2 separate regions of the Mus musculus genome follow, and region 1 is linked to region 2. The links are chromatin contacts, called in public Hi-C maps. All regions are on one chromosome and are shown on one strand. The core of a region is the stretch at or near the end of the contact, and the rest is flanking DNA. Distances in the headings are between cores, read along the strand shown.

Region 1 (4,530 bases), core at 1,047-3,546, 140 kb before region 2:
GCCAGGGGCAGGCTTTTGAAAAGAGGAATAAGACTGGACCAAAATATACATCTGTAATCTCAGTATCTCAGGAAGTAGAAGCAGAAGGATGCTTGTGCCAGGAAGTAAGGGTTAGCCTGGGCAACATTAGAGCCACTTTCAAAAACAGAAACAGTAATAAAATTGATAAATCTTTTGTTGTTTGTTTTGTTTTGTTTTGTTTTGAGACAGAATTTTTCTATGTAGCCCTGCTGTCCTGGAACTCATTTGTAGACCAGGCTGGCCTTGAACTCAGAGATCTGCCTACCTCTGCCTCCTGAGTTCTTGGATTAAGACAAGCACTACCATGTCTGGCAAACAGCTAAATCTTTAATAAGGTCACTCATGGGGAGAGGAGAGGAAAGCAGGAGTTTTAATCCTGAAAAATGGTAAGAAAAGAGTAGTGCCTCATTTCTCCTACAGACATATTTGGAAAGTTTTATGTAATAAAATTATTTAATATATTTTTATTTGTATTTATTGATTGATTGGTTTTTTTGAGACAGGGTTTTTCTGTATAGCTCTGGCTATCCTGGAACTCACTCTGTAGACCAGGCTGGCTTCGAACTCAGAAATCTGCCTGCCTCTGCCTCCCAAGTGCTGGGATGAAAGATGTGCGCCACCACCACCCAGCATTATTTATCATTTTTTAGACAAAATTTCAGATTAGCTCAGACTGACCTTGAATTTGTCACAAAGCTGAGGTTGATCATGAACCTCTCTCTAATCCTCTAATTATGGGCGTGCATTATCATGCTTGGTTGTATGTGGTGGTGGGGATTGAACCCAGGTTTTCTTTCATGTTAGGCAAGAGCCCTACATGGTGACTTTTTATTTATTTATTTTTCAGTAGTTATATTGAATTTGGGACTTCCTACACATTAGTCAAGTGCTCGTCCATTGACATGTATCCCCACTCCCCAGAGTGTCGTGATAGATCATGAAAAAGTAGGCTTGGGTTAAGGAATCCAAAATTTGAGACAGGAAAGCCCACTGATGTAATTCACTGCATTAATGGGTGAAAGAGAAAATGTATATGGTTATCTTATAAATGGAGACAAGACACTTGGAAATTGCCTGGTCCAGGACAGCGTTGACAGTCCTGTGACAAATGAGCCGTGAACAAACTTATTGACGACAGAGGCAGAGTAGTGTGTGTTAGCTTTACTGTGATATAGCTGCAGCGGCAAGACAGAGAGAGACAAGGGAGAGAAAGCGAGGGGTAGCTTTTATGGGGTGGAGACTTGAGGGGACAGCCAGGCAGTGAGTGCTTCAGTGGAGTCCCTGGGTTTATTGTGGTTAGTGACAGCCTGGCCTTGAGGTAATTCTGCTTTTGTACTGAGTCAAAAACAACTCAATGCAACCACCCATCTTAAACTGTAAGCCATGCCCAGAGCTTGGCTTGTCCTGCTTGAGTCTTCCTGGAGAGCTGAGAGTTCTGGAGAGCTGACAGTCCTGCTGGGAGACAGCAGTGGCCCGGCTCTCAGTCCAGCCTGCGCTGAAGTGAAAACAGTCCTGTTCTAAGGTTAGGATGGCTCAGCTCTCCATCCCAGAACAGCATTCAGAATATTGTTTAACATCCACTTATTATTTATTAAAAAGTCCAGATTAGGGGCTGGAGAGATGGCTCAATGGTTAAGAGCACCAACCGCTCTTCCAGAAGTCCTGAGTTCAATTCCCAGAAACAACATGGTGGTTCACAACCATCTGTAATGGGATCTGACGCCCTCTTCTGGTGTGTCTGAAGACAGTTACAGTGTACTCATATACATAAAATAAATAATCTTTAAAAAAACGAGTCCAGATTAATTATAAGAGGAGTATGAGCCAGAAACATTCATGAAACTCTACTTGTCATAGAGACGATGTAAATTTGTTTCTGTAAATGCAAGAGCAAAGGGTCTGAGGCTTTAGCTCTTGCCTGACACACATGAGGTCCTGGGTACAGTCTCCACTTACAGGGTGAGGAGGGAGGGAGGGAGGGACCACGAGGGGCATCAAGGCATCTGGCCTCCTAACACGTGGGAAGCTGAGATAGGGGAAATGGAAGCCTAAATTCAAGGCCAGCCTTGTTCGGTGAGATGCTGTCTCTAATAACAATGACAACCAGAAGCAGGAAGCACATTTCATAGATGCTACAAATAAAATGCTGTGATTTTTTTTTTAATGAAGGTTCTCCAAATCCTTGTATGTACATTCTAAGAAAAAAAATTGCATATTACTGTAGAACCAGAATGATTAATGCTTCCCAAATTCTCGTGAGTCATCTCTCTTTAGAAACTTGCTGACTTGTGATTGTGTGTCACTGCTAAGGAAGAGAGAGGGACCCGTCACTGATCCCACTTCAGAGTTATTGTTTCTGGCTTGGTTTTGGTTTTTGATTGAGACAGGATATCATGTAGTTGAGTCAGGCCTTGAACTCCTGATCTTCCTCCCTCTACCCCTGAGTGCTGGGGTGACAGGTATCACCATGCCTGGCCAGTGTCACTCATTTCTGTCTCCAGAGAGGTAATAAAAGGATAAAAGTGCCAAGGTTCCTATACCTGTCTCTATTAGTGAGAAGAGAACCTGTGCTTATTTTAGAAGGAAAGTGTGTGTGTGTGTGTGTGTGTGTGTGTGTGTATCTGTAAAAAGGGAAAATCCCCAGTATTTGGGAGGTGGACATAGAAGGATCAGAAGTTCAAGGCCAGCCTCAGTTATAGAACCAATTACAAGCCAGCTTGGGTTACATGTGACCCTATCTCCTCAAGAAGCAAAAAACAGCACAAAACAAAAAGGATGTCTCCATAAAAACCCATGTCTGAATACTGGCTAACTGTATTCCATAGAGCACACACGGCCACACAGCTCCTGGTGACTATTCTCTATGTCTTGCAGTTTCTCTTTGTGTTTTATCTTAAAGAAGGAAGGGTTACTTTTGGTACTGGCAGGCATCTGTTATAGCAGGCAGGTCAAGGTGTTGAATCGGAGGGGTCTCCTTGGTGGCAGTAGCAGGAGGTGTTAGAGGTGACAGAGGGCTCTCAGAACAAAGTAGGTAGACAAGCAGGCACGGCAGCCTCAGCCTCCGCTGCCACCCTTGGCTACAGGTTACATTATTGTAGACTTTTCAAAGTGCATTCTGTGGGCTGGAGAGATGGCTCAGCTGTTAGAGAACACTAGGCTCACAAACAAAATATGAGAAAATGCATTCTGCTTTAGAATGACCAGATTCTCCCTCTCTCTCTCTCTCTCCCTCTCTCTCTCTCTCTCTCTCTCTCTCTCTTCCTCTCTCTCTCTCTGTCCCTCTCTGTCTCTCTCTCTGTCTCTCTCTCTGTCTCTCTCTCTATATATATGTGGTTGTGTGTATATACACACACACACACACACACACACACACACACACACCCCTTTGGGCATAGAAACCTCTGTTTTTGTTTTTGTTTTTTTAAATATTTATTTATTTATTATATGTAAGTACACTGTAGCTGTCTTCAGACACTCCAGAAGAGGGCATCAGATTTTGTTACAGATGGTTGTGACCCACCATGTGGTTGCTGGGATTTGAACTCAGGACCTTTGGAAGAGCAGTCGGTGCTCTTATCCACTGAGCCATCTCTCCAGCCCCCTTGTTTGTTTTTTTTAAAGATTTATTTATTTATTATATGTTAGGACACTGTCCCTGTCTTCAGACACACCAGAAGAGGGCATCAGATCTCATTATGGATGGTTGTGAGCCACCATGTGGTTGCTAGGACTTGAACTCAGGACCTTCGGAAGAGCAGTCAGTGCTCTTAACCACTGAGCCATCTCTCCAGCCCCAGAACCTCTGTTTTATAAGTGGGATGAGGCTTCTATATGCAGGATAGATATCTGACTTGAGACTCCAGCTCAACTCCTGGCACAGCTGCTGTGTTTCCTTCTGAGGAGAAAGACCCTAACACTGTGAACAGGTAACAGAAGTCACTGCTGAGCAGAGGCTTGTCCAGCCTGTATGAAGCTCTGGATTTGATTCCCAGCACCAGGTAAACTGGGTTTGGTGGAACACATCTACAGTCTCAGCTCTTAGGCAGTGGAGGGAAGGAGGATCAGAAGATCTACTTCTTACTTGGCTAAATAACAAGTTTGAGACCAACCTGGACCACACTATAAAACTCTGCCTCAAAATCCAAAAGTAGATAAATACAAAATAAACAAGTGTTCTTCTGTGAACGTGAAGATCGTAAGAACCACTTAATTCCAACAACCATCGCTATAAGCAAAGAGGTCACCTTCAGGCACTGAATGGGTTTTACGAAAACACAGAGCCAATGGCTTCAATTGCTTTAGCTTGGGACATACACACGCCATCACAACTGCTACAAAGCTAAGCTCCAAGCATACACTCACCTATCAGAGGGACGTTTTCTGAGGCTGGCATGATCTCTGCCACCATTAGCTGAAATACAGTCATGGCCAATAGGATGGTCACTCCCAGAGAGACCTTCTCCCCGGAGGCTGCTGGGAGGTAGAAACTCAGCGGAGCGAGGAACGATA
Region 2 (4,815 bases), core at 576-3,075:
GAAGAAAAAGAGAAAGAGAAAGAGAAAGAGAAAGAGAAAGAGAGAGAGAGAGAGAGAGAGAGAAAGAGAAAGAGAAAGAGAAAGAGAAAGAGAAAGAGAAAGAGAAAGAGAAAGAGAAAGAGAAAGAGAAAGAGAAAGAGAAAGAGAAAGAGAAAGAGAAAGGAAAGGAAAGGAAAGGAAAGGAAAAACGTTTTCAGTTGGACACAGTGGCACATCTGCAGTTCCTACATATGGAAGGCAGAAATGAGAAGAACTTTAGTCTAGGCCTCCTCACGTGATCATGTCTCATAAGAGAGAACAAACCAAAAATCCTACCACAACCAAAAACTGTCTATACAGTTTTAAGTGTATTCAAAAGTAGGTATTCAATATTCAGCCCATCTTCAACAGTTACTAACTTACATCCAAACGGATTTTGGTTTTGAGGCAAGATCTCCCCCATACCATCCAAACTCCAAATTATTGACCCTCCTGACTGCCAATCCATGCTTGAATCCACGTAGATCCTGAGCTATATTAGTGCATCCCCCACCACCTATTTTCAAGTAAATCTCTACCGTGTCATTTCTAGCATGCACTTTGTAAAGCAGCAAACCTTAAGAGTTCAGCATGACCACTACCCACTCAGTGCTCACACTGCTAAAGTACCGTTTATTGTAGTACATTTTGCTTTGCTGAGCCAGAACCCACAGAAAGAGGCAACTGGCTAACATATTTCAGCCTTTATGTCTAAGTCCTCCCTTCATCGGTGTTCTTCTCTGCAACTGGTTTTGAAGAAACCATCTGGGCTGGAGAGATGGCTCAGCAGTTAGGAACACTGACTGTTCTTCCAGAGGTCCTGAGTTCAATTCCCATCACTTTTATAGATGGCTCACAAACCATCTATAAAGTGATCAGACGCCCTCTTCTGGAGTGTCTGAACATAGCTACAATGTGTGTGTGTGTTTTAAAAAACAAAAACAAAAAAAAACCTATCTTGTTCACTTCCCACTCTATATTTTGGTGACTGTGCCCGATAGTCTGCTTGACCTAGTTCATACTTCAGTCTTCCAAAATTCCTAAACATTGCTGGGTATAAAGGCTTCATTCTCCAAGATGCAAGTGAGTTTTCTGAGCTCTGCGTTAGCCTCAGCCAGGCAGCTAACAATGGCGTGACTAGTTTGGGAACACTTAAATGCAGTTCCTATCTTGAAAGATGTGAGGGGTTGAGGGGGGTTGAGGGGGGTTGCTGCTTTTTGACCACTATGGGGTGGGTATGTGACTTTCAGCTGTTCATCTGTGAAAACCAAAGATTAACCAGTGGCAATGGTCCTTGCCAGCTCCTGGGGTGGGGAAACTAGTTATCTGACCTATTCTCATCCCTTCAAGGACAAAGTGTCCTTCAGGGTGCTAATTTAGAGGTCTCTTATTAGTCTCTTATAAGTACCAAGTTTTCTGGGCTTTCAGTTGTTTTCTGAGGTACCTTTGGCAAAGGGCATTTCCACCTGGCCTTGGCAGCACCTTCTACCTACTTGCTAATTATACCATGTTTTTAGAGTGTTAATGATTTCATTCAGAATTTGTAGCTTTCCCAATTCCCCCAGTGGGTCAGTCCAAGTATGTACAAAACACGCTCATATCTCACATTAAATAGAAAAGGCAGATGTAACAATTCCAGGAGCGTGACTAGATAGATTAGCATCCTCCAAGGAGCTCTGACCGAGCTCTGGCAGGTCACGTAGCTCCTTCCCTAATGAAGGCCACAAGGCTTCCCCTTGTGGTGAAGTAGGACTGGCTCCCACAGTAATACTTTCATTTTCTTTAGAGGATACCCTAGATTTCTCAACTCTCGGAAAATTGTGTCCACTACAGTACACGTCACTCCTGACACAACTTCCTTTGTTATACCACTGATACAATGAGAATGCAAGCTACAGGCCTCAAGGCAAGGTGTTCAAAAGAAGCGTGGCTGTCTTAGACATGTCTCACTGCTTCTTGTTTAAAAGAGTATTTATCTGATGTCATGGGAAAGAAAATATCCTCAGCACCACTTCCCAGTACCCTTTAGATAAGGGGCCTCACTACCACCCCGCTCCACCTCACTTTACAGCCTGCAGCTTCCTGCATCTGACGGAGACAGGCCACTGATGGGTTACACTCACTGTCATTTCTCCACCCTTACGTAATGAATATGCTTATACTGTGAAACTTCAGTGATATTAAGAGCTAATATCTCTTCAGCTATTAAAACTAGTGAAAGAAATTGTGACAAGTGTGGCCCCAGGGACAGCGCCAGATCCCAGCAAAGGCAAGTTAACGCACATAAAGACAAAGACTTCTAAATGCTTCCATCTTTCCCTCATTCAGTTACACATTTGTAGCAGGAGAGCCGTGGTTAAGCTCCCCCACCATCTAAAACCGTGACCTCCTCTCCCCAGTTCCTTCTTCATAAGCAGGCTCGGAGTCCTCAGATACAGAAGGAAACCTAGCTCTTAGCCTGTTTTACTTGTTGCAAATCACACGCACCAAATATTGAGCTTTTTGACATGATATAGTTAAAAGAGGAGGCATAAAGTAACATGCCAATGGGTTAGCTAGGCAGTATCACCAGGAATAGTCTACAGGCTACACCCAGGTGCTACCACTAAGTTGTCAAAAGTGATCCTGTTAGCAGTCAAATGATGAACCCGGAATCAATTTCCTCAGCCATTGCTAAGATTACTTGAATGCTTAAAATCAAAATGCATAACATTGTGGGTTATCCTTATTACTCTTTAGTATTTGGAAGTTATCAATCACCTGATAAAGGAATGCATCAAGCACTAATTTCTACTTATCTGTACATATATCATGGTAAAAATGACAAGGCAGAGAGTGATAGCTATTCTTTCTTTCAAGAGGATACTCAAACCTTAGCTAAATATAGGCAGTCTGAACCAGATACTTCCCAGACTTGATGTAGGTGCACGTGACCTCATGACTACATTCTGGCTAATAAAATGAAAATTGAAATGTACTACAGAGCTTCCAAAAAGCACCTTTCAAAGCGCTGGCACCTGCCCACTGCCACCCTCCCATCCTTTCAATAAAATGACAAAAAATTAAAAGGACCTTAAATTCTTCAAAACAGTCATGGATCAGAGAGCTCACACCAGTCCTAGATCTTTACCTCTGGCATTTAGTATCAAGAGAGAAATAAGCCATTGTTATGTCTTATCCAAAATACTTGGTTACTCATCTCTCCAAAATACTGGCTTTCTCTGGATACAGGACAAAGGCAACTCCATAAATGAGAGATTTTCAGACATGTTAACCAGCCACCCCTCCCCTCTTTTCTTTTTTTTTTTTTTCTTTTACTTTTTATATTCTTATTTGAGATAGGGTCTGACTATATATAGCTGTTCTGGAACTTACTATATAGACCAGGCTAGCCTCAAACTCAAGAGATCCTCCTGTCTCTGCACCAGCACATCAAGCTCGTGTCTCTCTCTAAGGACATATGCAGCTGTTACACACTAGGAATCAGATAGTCTCGGTTGGTGTTGTGCCTCTGCCACTAACTGGCAAGTCAGTAAACTTCTGTAGTCCTTATGTCTCTATCCATTGAACTGGGGAAGCACCATCTATGTAAGAAGATCCCCTAGAGACCCACATGTAGGCATATATGAAAGTATTAGGCAATATGAATCACTATACACATATTAATTGCTGAGACTATAAGACAACTGTGAGTAGAAACTATATTACACTGTATTTTCAGTAATAAGTGCTCAGTAAATATTTGTTGAATAAGTATGCTAACATCTTCGATAACTTATTCTTTTTTTTTTTTTTTGAGCTGAATGAAGCTGTTAGAGAATTGTTTGTGTTCCTAATGAGAACAAATAACTCCAAATTTTGATTGTCAGTCAAAAGATGCAAGGGTGTGAAGAGAGAAGCTAGCCCACCTTTCTTGTCCAAAAGTGAACCCACTTGCATAAGCAACACAAGCTGGCACGGTTGTCCAGAAGTGTAGATTTTATGACACTGTTCCCAGAGAATCACAAAGACACATCTTTAAATATTTAAGCCACTAAACCGACCACATCAAACAAAGGATTTCTTCACACTGGACTGTGATGAAAGCATTTTATTAAATTAATTGTGTAATTTGTAAATGGTTTCATAAGAAATTTTAAAAGCAACGTTATAAACATTTTCAATAAAAAAGTACAGAGTTGACAGCAAAAAAATCACATTTTTATAGTACAAATAAAAACATTTTGTTTCTGATATACCATCTGAAAATCTTATAGTCTATTCTTCAACTGCTAGCTGCAATGTGGCACTTTAATGAGACAGAGGGGGAATTCAACAAAGCAGGTTCATCACCTGACCACGGAAGTCAAGCTCAAATGTGAGGACAGTGAATGAACTCCGGCATCATCTAACTGAGGTTACGAAGGCTTCAGGACACAGGTGTGTTCGAGCCTCGTTTCTCTATTCGCTTCTGTAAGGAGGCATCAAGTAATACTGTAAACTTAAATCACACTTTAAAAATCAGCACCATTAACATACATTCTACATCAACTTACTTTTGCTTTTAAATGGCACTTGGTTTTGGCCACGCAGACATTTAAGTCTGTTTTCTTTACAAGTATTTAAAAATAAGCGACACTTAAGCACAGCACAGGACATCATCAGTGTCACCTCATTGCACAATGGTAAAGCACTCAGAAAAAACAGCACACATTATTTTTGTCCATTTCTTACATTTTCTTAATTGAAAGCAGTTAAAACATTGTCAGAGCAATTTCTTGAGTTTCAAAAGTTTCCAACTGCCAGCTCAGAACTAAC

What was found. Hi-C and Micro-C count contacts between places; a contact is called where the count stands out from the background.
Region 1: a Hi-C map of bone marrow-derived macrophages shows a contact between it and region 2, with 35 read pairs. The contact joins two enhancer-like sites. A contact is called at or near these places in 2 of 39 promoter capture datasets (hippocampal neurons and macrophages), 5 of 484 Hi-C or Micro-C datasets (CD4 single positive thymocytes, bone marrow-derived macrophages, cerebral cortex and 2 more), 3 of 115 datasets of contacts at active chromatin or transcription factors (the HPC-7 cell line and embryonic stem cells) and 4 of 9 other capture datasets (adipose tissue, liver, macrophages and 1 more).

What each region holds. Positions count from the first base shown.
Region 1 is chr5:65,971,202-65,975,731 of GRCm38.p6, reverse strand. It overlaps Chrna9 (cholinergic receptor, nicotinic, alpha polypeptide 9), which reads right to left. Exons shown (of 5, transcript NM_001081104.1): 4 at 4,384-4,530. Among named protein-coding and RNA genes, the nearest start is that of Chrna9, 6.3 kb to the right of the region's middle. Within about 2 kb of position 2,296, at least 23 of the 459 cell types and tissues checked have an H3K27ac peak or open chromatin away from gene starts, as enhancers often do. A contact at or near this core is called in bone marrow-derived macrophages, where this site is marked.
Region 2 is chr5:65,829,386-65,834,200 of GRCm38.p6, reverse strand. It overlaps a transcript of N4bp2 not described here. Among named protein-coding and RNA genes, the nearest start is that of Gm3521, 26 kb to the left of the region's middle. Within about 2 kb of position 1,825, at least 35 of the 459 cell types and tissues checked have an H3K27ac peak or open chromatin away from gene starts, as enhancers often do. A contact at or near this core is called in bone marrow-derived macrophages, where this site is marked.